Linked DNA regions of Sus scrofa: region 2 is linked to region 1. Evidence: chromatin contacts called from public HiChIP or PLAC-seq data. All regions are on one chromosome and are shown on one strand. Each heading gives the region's core, a stretch centred on a gene start, on an enhancer-like site or on the middle of the called end of the contact. The rest is flanking DNA. Distances are from core to core; before and after follow the strand shown.

Evidence for each region. HiChIP or PLAC-seq counts read pairs in DNA pulled down with a chosen protein or histone mark.
Region 2: an H3K27ac HiChIP or PLAC-seq map of skeletal muscle shows a contact between it and region 1. The contact joins two enhancer-like sites. A contact is called at or near these places in 2 of 47 Hi-C or Micro-C datasets (epiblast stem cells and skeletal muscle) and 1 of 2 datasets of contacts at active chromatin or transcription factors (skeletal muscle).

What each region holds. Positions count from the first base shown.
Region 1 is chr1:77,173,973-77,178,234 of Sscrofa11.1, forward strand. It overlaps MFSD4B (sodium-dependent glucose transporter 1), which reads left to right. Exons shown (of 5, transcript XM_003121369.4): 5 at 1-2,949. Among named protein-coding and RNA genes, the nearest start is that of MFSD4B, 17 kb to the left of the region's middle. Within about 2 kb of position 2,324, at least 9 of the 83 cell types and tissues checked have an H3K27ac peak or open chromatin away from gene starts, as enhancers often do. A contact at or near this core is called in skeletal muscle, where this site is marked.
Region 2 is chr1:77,330,983-77,335,244 of Sscrofa11.1, forward strand. It overlaps REV3L (DNA polymerase zeta catalytic subunit), which reads right to left. Exons shown (of 33, transcript XM_021091241.1): 3 at 3,747-3,936. The coding sequence starts at 3,841. Among named protein-coding and RNA genes, the nearest start is that of REV3L, 67 kb to the right of the region's middle. Within about 2 kb of position 2,384, at least 5 of the 83 cell types and tissues checked have an H3K27ac peak or open chromatin away from gene starts, as enhancers often do. A contact at or near this core is called in skeletal muscle, where this site is marked.

The DNA.
Region 1 (4,262 bases), core at 1,074-3,573:
AGGAGAAACACACACTTTTGTTAGTATTGCTTCAAACTCCGGGCAGACTTCTGGCCCATTATCATTAGCTTAGTGTCACGCATATACTGAGTAAATGAACACATGTGTCGGGCATCTACCTCGAAGCTTTGTTATCTCTGCTTCCAGTTTTTGTTCAGTCATGGAGCAAGTGTTTGAGAGCTTACTTTGTGCTGGGCTCCGCCGACTAAGTGTTGATCAACATCCTCTCTTCTCCCGCAGATCATTATCATGGGTTTTGATCCCAGTTTTCTGCTAAACGGTTAGTCTTGTGTCATGTTCTCCTTCGTTGATAAATACAGAAACCCCTCTGGCCACCCTGGAACCAGATGGTGTGCAGTCGGGAAACCAGGGCCTGGCATGGCCCTGCAGCCTTCAGAAGCTGGGCCCAGTGCTGGGGCCAGGCTACTCTCCACCTGTTTCTCAGAGCAGCTCTGCCTCTCTGCGGGTCTTCTCCCCAGTCCTCCTTCCTTTTGGCTCTTCTTCTGCATATCTCTAGTCTAGATTCCAGAAGGAGCCTGTCTGGCTAACTTGACTAGCTGTCATTGCCCTTATTGGGCAGAGTGTGGTCTCATTAGTAGCTGGTCAGCCTGTGAATGGGGCCCCATCCAGGGAGTGGCCACCTCAGCATTCCTCTCCCCACTGCTCTGAGGCAGGAGCTGTTATAACCAAAAAGGAAGTTTCCCTGTTTGCTCAGTACCTGGGGTGGTGCTGGGCTTCGTGGATAATTGCCTGAATGGGATACAAATTGTCAGGCCCTGGGCCTGATGGTCTGGTTTAATGTTTTGAATTAAAATTGGAAAGAAATCAGAGTTCCTGTTGTGGCTCAGCAGAAACAAATCTGACTGATATCCATGAGGATGAAGGTTCGATCCCTGGCTTTGCTCAGTGGGTTAAGGATCCGGTGTTGACGTGAGCTGTGGTGTAGGTCAAAGATGCAGTTCGGATTCCATGTTGCTGTAGTTCTGATTTAGGCCAGCAGCTGTAGCTCCATTTCAACCCCTAGCCTGGAAACCTCCATATGCTGTGAGTGTGGCCCTAAAAAGACCGGAAACAAACAAACAAACACTATATATTTATATAGAAAAATCACACCAAATTGCAGATTTTTTTTGAAGGGCTTATTAGACAAAGTTAGTAGTGATGTGTTTAATTTTCATCAAGGAAAAAAGCTCTTTCCTAATAGAGTAGCATTTCTGCTTGCATAAGGTACAAGAGGATTCCCACTTTGCAAGAGATATTATTACAGCTCTGATCTCTCTGAATCAGAAAGACTTCCAAGTCTAAACATTTCAGTCATTTAACATATCTACTGAGCATTTATCAGGTTCAATAATCAGCTCCAAAACTATAAGAGGACAAGACAGGTGAGGTCCTGGCCTTCATCAAGCTTATGTTTCCCTATTTCAACTAAGATTTACTCTGACAGCCTTTCTGTTAGTTGAAGCATTAGCAAAGCTTACTGTTAACAGGTTAAACCCAGCTCCAGAAAAATCAGTATAGTAGCCAAGCTCTTGTTTCCTTGGTGTATATTTGTGTCTGTTCATCTCCAGGACCTTTACATGCAATCTTTGGAGTCATTTTTGATTTACAATTTTATGAAAATTATATAGCACAGTGCAGTTGAGTCCAATAGAGTGAAAACCTGCTGAAAAAGGCGACAGCAGAGGAATGTACCACCAACCACCAAAGGACACATTATGGTTGAACTGGGTTTTGGGTTACTCCTTCAAACACCTGTGGGTTAATTGAGCAGGTGCTCATTCCTCAGCCCTTTTCTTATCACTTGCAGAGAACTTTCTGCCCTTAGGGGATTACCCAGTTCTAAGTCCACTCTCTTTCTGTGACTTTACAGAGACATGCATTTAGGAAAGGAAAAACGCAAGAGCAAAAGAACTGGCTTAGCAAGTCAAAACACAAGTGTTTAAGGGGAAAAAAACACGACCTACCAAGGTTTCCAGGTTTGCATTAGTCTGTTCACAGTGGAAAAGCAGTAACTCTTCCACACGATCGTTATATTCACAAAGGTCGTGACACATCTTCAGACTTCAGCATAGCAAAAACCAGGGATAAAATTTTGTTGGAGAGTCCAGGCTGATGGGAAATAGTCACGGTTTTATTGTTTTTGAGATGGGAGCCAGTGAGATGACTCTGTTAATTTTGGTATCTTGGTGAGGTGGGGGGTAGTGTTGCCTGACCATGATATGAGAAGAGCTTAGTCATACCGAAGCAGGACAAAGTGACATTTTGCTTCTACACCCTCCAGACCACATAAGCTCCAGGAGGGAAAAAACAGCCCGAGGGAAAAATGTTATTGCAGCTTGTATTATTGCCCCCTGGTCAAGTGATAAGCCTTTGCTCCGGTGGCGTAGGAGTGTTCAAAAATTACTAATGCCAGCATTTTCACCTACGTTAGAATTTAACTGGTCTGAAGTGGAGCCTGAGTATTAATGTTTTGAAAAGTATCCCCAGCGTGGAACATGCAGTAGAGGTGGAGAACCACTGCTTTTATCAATGCAGAGAACTGGAACTTCTGATGATAATAGTGGGTTTTAAAGGCTATTTTATAGCTTGGTTACTACGTCATGCTCCTTTTATAGATGCATGAAATTGTCTGCACTTTCTCTGAAGGAAAAATGGAGAGGAAGCACTTTCCTATTTCCTGTTACCTCCGCTGTTGCTTGGTCCGTTAAAGAGGGTGATCAATACTGTTTGAAATCCTGCCCCAAATGAAACCAAACTGGACCTTTTGGAGGTTGCCCTTCTAGATGGGTTTTGATTTGGGGGGCTTAATGGAGTAGGGGTGATGATCTTGCACATTTATTACATCTGGATTTAAACCTACTCACTGTTTACATGACTTTGTACAATATAAAAGCTTGTTTGAGTAAAATGTTGATATGAATAAATACTTACACTGGTTTAATGTAAGATTCATGTCTCATTTCATGAGTTTGGTGTCTATATAGAAATTAGCCAAGAATATTTCTAGGAGTTCCCACTGTGGCTCAGTGGGATTGTTGGTGTATCTGGAGCCCTAGGACACAGGTTCCAACCCCTCCCGAGCACAGGAGGGTTATGAACCAGCATTGCCAGAGCTGTGGTGCGGCGCAGATCTGATCCCTGACCCAAACTCCATATTGCCATAGGGTGGTCAAAAAAAATTCTATATACCTATAAATTATATATATATATATAAATTATATATATATTTATATTTATAGATATGTATTTATATATGTTTCTAGATTTTACATTGTGAATGCTGCAAAATGTATCTGATAGTATATTGGGTTCCTAAAATGTGAATAGTATTTTCATATCACATGGATATTTTAGAATTGCCATCTAATATCTTGGGCAACATCTAACATTTTTAGCCCTTCAGCTTCTTAAGAGAAGTTTATGGAATTGCTGTCGTGGTGCAGCAGAAACAGATCCGAGGTGTCGGGTTCGATCCCTGGCCTCCCTCAGTGGGTTAAGGATCTGATGTTGTTGTGAGCTGTGGTGTAAGTTGCAGACTCGTCTAGGATCCTGCATTGCTGTGGCTGTGATGTCGGCCGGCAGCTGTAACTCCTACTTGACCCCTGGCCTGGGAACCTCCATATGCCACAGATGCGGCCCTATAAAAAAAACAAAAAACAAAAAACAAAAAAAACAGAGGTTTATGGAGTTCTCACTGTGGCACAAGGGGATCAGCGGAGTCTTGGGAGCACTGGATGCAGGTTCAATCCCCAGCACAGTGGGTTAAGGATCCAGTGTTGCCGCAGCTGAGGCGTAGGTTGTGACTGCTCCTCAGATCTGATCCCTGGCCCAGGAACTCCATGTGCTGCAGGGTGGCCAAAAGAAAAAAAAAAGTTTTTGACCTAATTTCTAAACTTATAAGTCCACCAAAGAAGCTATTACTAGCTGCATGTTTCAGTTATTTATTTTTTTAAAGGCCACAGCTGCAGCATATGGAGGTTCCCAGGCTAGGGGTCAAATCGGAGCTACAGCTGCCGGCCTACAACACAGCCACAGCAACGCAGGATCCTTAATTCACTGAGTGAGGCCAAGTATCGAACCCACATCCTTATGTATACCAGTCGGGTTCATTACTGCTGAGCCACAATGGAAACTCCTTCAGTTAATATTTTGCTTGAATGATACTTCCCTAATTAAGAGGATTACAGATAGGTCTCTGTTTCAGAATGGAAAGGAGATTTTCAAAATTGTACAACAAGCAGAAACTGATTGCCTCACTT
Region 2 (4,262 bases), core at 1,134-3,633, 160 kb after region 1:
TATCCTCTCCCCTTTATCTTTCTTTGCATTTTTTTTGTTTTTTTTTTTAAACACTTACCACTTCCTGTCTAGTTTGATGCTGTTCACCCTGTTTTTTGTTGCCATGAAGGAAGGAGTGAAAGACACATTACATGAATAATCTCATTCTCTCTCACTGGCAAAACTCAACTCTTTATTTCTCCTGCTACAGTATTTTGCATATATACAAATATAGCTCTCTTGACTAAAGACTGGGGTTACCCTTAGCTAGGTAAATGGGAAAGAAAGAATTAAATCTAAACTGGTGTGGTCCATGTTATCTTGGCTTTGTTTTAGTTTTGCTGACAATCTTTAGGTTTTTACAACTAGAATCTCATAAATTTCAAAAACTGAATACAAGACTCTTAAATCTCCAAAATTCTTTTTAAATATAGGATTCTGCTTTCATACCTATTGCCCCAAAATATAGTCTGGAAATTCTATAAATTCATTTTTTGCTTCTTCTAGCCAAGAAATTCTATAAATTCAGTTTTCTGCTTCTTCTCTGTATAATTTAACCTGCAATCCTCACTTCTGATATTGGCTTTAGCTGATTTTGTCAAAAAAAATTCCTCAACAAGGAGACTCTTGGGAGAAATACAGTAGATGGAGCACAGAGTTGGAGAGTAGATGTGTTTATACTTAAAAAATTGTATCTGATAATCAGTTAGCTTTTTAATATAACAATGAGGAAAAAATGAGCAGAGATAGCAAAAACTCAATTAATTTAGATTAAGAATCTTACAGAATAGTTTCTAGAATCATGGTAGTTAAGTGGCAGGGAATCCCTGAAACAAGTTTTTTAAGGCTGGGGTCTCCTTATCCCAGCTTCAAGAATAATGTACTGTCTAAGAAGGCTGGAATTAAATCTTGTACAAATTTTAACCTGGTAGCTAGATGCAACCAGGTCTACCTTAAAGAAGTAGGGAATATTGAAGAAGTAAAGGAATCACAGAAGCTAGAATTCATGGTAATGGAAAAGAAGAGCTAGATAAGGAAAAAAACAAACAAAAATATTAGAACAGGAGAAAAAAAGAGAATGGCAGCCATAAATTAGACTGAACAGCTCATCTTTTACCTCTAAGTGTTTAGATTTGTGACTCAACTATTCTTAAAAATATGGCTATGCTTTTAACAAATGCCCATCAAAAATACAGAAGATTGGTGACTATTCATTTCACTAGGCTGTTTTGGAGATTCAACTTTGAAATAAGAATATGTATATGAAAGTTAGCTAATGATTATCTTTAACCTAATTATTGTTATCATAGGATGGTTGTTTCACCTCATACATTTATTCAACCAAATAGTTCTGAACCATGTCTACTAAGTGACCCAATGTCATACGAAGTGCTAGGGATATAATTATGGACAAGACAAACATGTTCTTTTTACTCATAGAATGTACATGCTGGTGGGATAAGCACATAAAAATTAACAAACAAAACATTAAAATAACTGCAAACTGCAGTAAGCACTAAAGGAAACAAAGAATGGGCCAAGATACAGAATAATAATAAAAATGAAAACCTATTTTAAGAAGAGAAATGAGAGAAAACTTCTCTGAAGATATGAAAGATGTGAAGGATTGGGGAAGGGTAGAGCACTCAAAGAAAGGAAACTGCACGTACAAGGGTAGGAAAGAGCTCAGTACATGAGAGGAATTGAAAAAAGACCAGTGCTTTTGGATGGAACACAGTGAACAAAGCTACAGAGGTAGGCAGGGATTAGATCACATAGGCTATGGTTAGAAGCTTAAGTTTTATTTTATAAACAATATGAAGTCACTCAAGGATTTTAAATACTTTAAACAGGACCCAATTTACATTTTAAGAAGAGTACTTGTGCAGCTCTGGAGAGAGACATGAACAGAAGAAAATCCAATTAAAACGATAAAGTGGTGGTCCAGGTGAAAAACTGGATTAAGGTGGAAGAAGCAGACAGATTCAATATGGATTTCATAAAGATATATCCAACTCATATGTTCCAGTATGAACTTCAAATCTTTCCTGCCGGCCTGCTCCACCTGCATGGACTAAATATTCTGGAGTCATCCTTGACTCCTCTCTAAAACCTCATCCAGTAAAGATAGCAATCTTGGTGATCCTACACTCAGAACAGATCTAGGAGCTGACTACTTCTCACCACTTCCTGCTACTGTCCTCATTCAAGCCACCTTATTTTCTCACTCAAATTAATGAAACAGAGTCTTAATGTTCTCCCTTCTTGTACTATTTTTTTTTTTTTTTTTTTTTTTTTTGGCCACACTTGTGACAGGTGGAAATTCTCAGGCTAGAGATTGGATCCAGCCATAGCAGGCGACCCAAGCTGCTGCAGAAATGACACCAGATCCGTAAGCAGCTATGCCACAAAGGAACTCCTCCCTGCTACTAATCTTATGCTCCCATGATTTATTCTTCTCATAGTTGCTCAAGTGACCCTTTCAAGTTTCAGTTACATCATGGCTGCTCAAAAGCAGGCAATAGTTCAGAGTAAAAGCTAAAGTCCTTAGAATAGCTTACTGTAGTGGTTTTCAAACTTGAGTATGTGTCAGAATCGACAGAAAGGCTTATTAAAACACAAACTTCTGGGCCCCACCACTAGAGTCATCAGGTCTGGGGTGGGATGAAAGAATATATTTAACTAAGTTCTCAAGTGTGTTAAGTCTGAGTCCTTCAAGAAGTAAATGTCAAAATGTGCAAGAAATTTATTAGTGGAAACTCCTTGGAGAGAATATAAGGAGGAATCTGGGAGTGGCTGGGACAACTACCAGACTTAGATACAGGTCTGATCCAAGTGGGGAGAGAGGGACAGAGAGAAGATCGGTGGAAGTGTCTTCTAGTACAGTATGATTCTAATGAAAGTTCAGAAAGGCTGTCCAAGAGCCCTCAATGTCTCCCAGAAACAGGTCTGCCTTAGCATCTTTGCCATGTTTATTAGTCACTGACTGGGAGTAGCCTATGGAAAGCAGCTTCAGCTTATATGGGATGATAGATGGATAGATTTTAGTGAGGTAGCTGGGGCCATTGTTCAATTATGCTCCTTGTTATTTGGAGATCTGAGAGGTGCATTCTCATGGCTGTCAAACTACGTAAAACTGACTTTGGTGATCCACTGGCCAATAAGATCTCTATCCTCTCACTTCTCTCCAACCTCATTTTGTCCACTCTCCTTCCCCTCCATTCCAGTCATCTGGCCTCCATTTTGTTCCCATTTCCTCACCTTCAAGTCTTAGCTCAAACATCAAATTTACCTTGTCAATGACAAACTGCCACCACTCCACTTCCCCACCCCATGCTACAGATCCTTCTTATCCTGTTTTATATATTTTGTTCTACGGCACTTATTTATCACAATAAATAAATAAAATTATCTCATGTTATAACCTCCATGGGGACAGGGATCTTAGTTTTGTTCACCAATCCCAAGAACCTAGAATAGTGCCTGGCACATAAAAGGTTCTCAATAAATATCTGACCAATGAATTACATGAATTTCTACAGTTCTAAGAAGCAGAGAAGTGGAAAAAGTTAAAACCAAAATCCCTGTTACCCATCTATCTTTTGTTGCAAAAAAATTTTTAAATAGTAAGAAATTCACCCCAGTGCCCTTAGATTAGAAGTAAAAGAAAAATGAACAAAGTATATTTGGTTATGTTTTCTCTTAACTAGGAGAGCAGCATAAATACAGATAACACAGAATTTTAAAAGATGTTATTATATACTTACATTCCTGATACTAATGACACTTTGAACACGTGCTGAGCAGTGGAAGATGGTTTGCCTAAAGCCACATTAAGTGCTCTGTCGATACTGAATGCCATCTGAGAAAGATAGCTTTCTGGCTGCTGTCCATAACCATCATATGGCACATAGAGGTAAGGAAAGATGCCATGTAGATGAAGACATGTCTTCTGACCTAAAATGTAACATATCATAAAGTTTAGTCTTGAGATGCACTTTAAAACCTTAACAGTACAAAGCTCAGAATACAAGTCATTTAAATGGTCTAATGACAACACAGCTTATCTGAGGGAAGGGTTGAAGTAATTAACCCATAGTTAAAGCCACCTGTATTGACTACATTTTATAACACAACACACAAAAGCATTTTATAAGTATAAGCATTACAGTATGATTTAAATAGTAAGTTTTGGTGAAAATATGTTTGAATATTTCACTCTAATAATCTAACTATTTTTATGTACTTCACTGAATTGTCCTATAATACCACTTAACACAGTG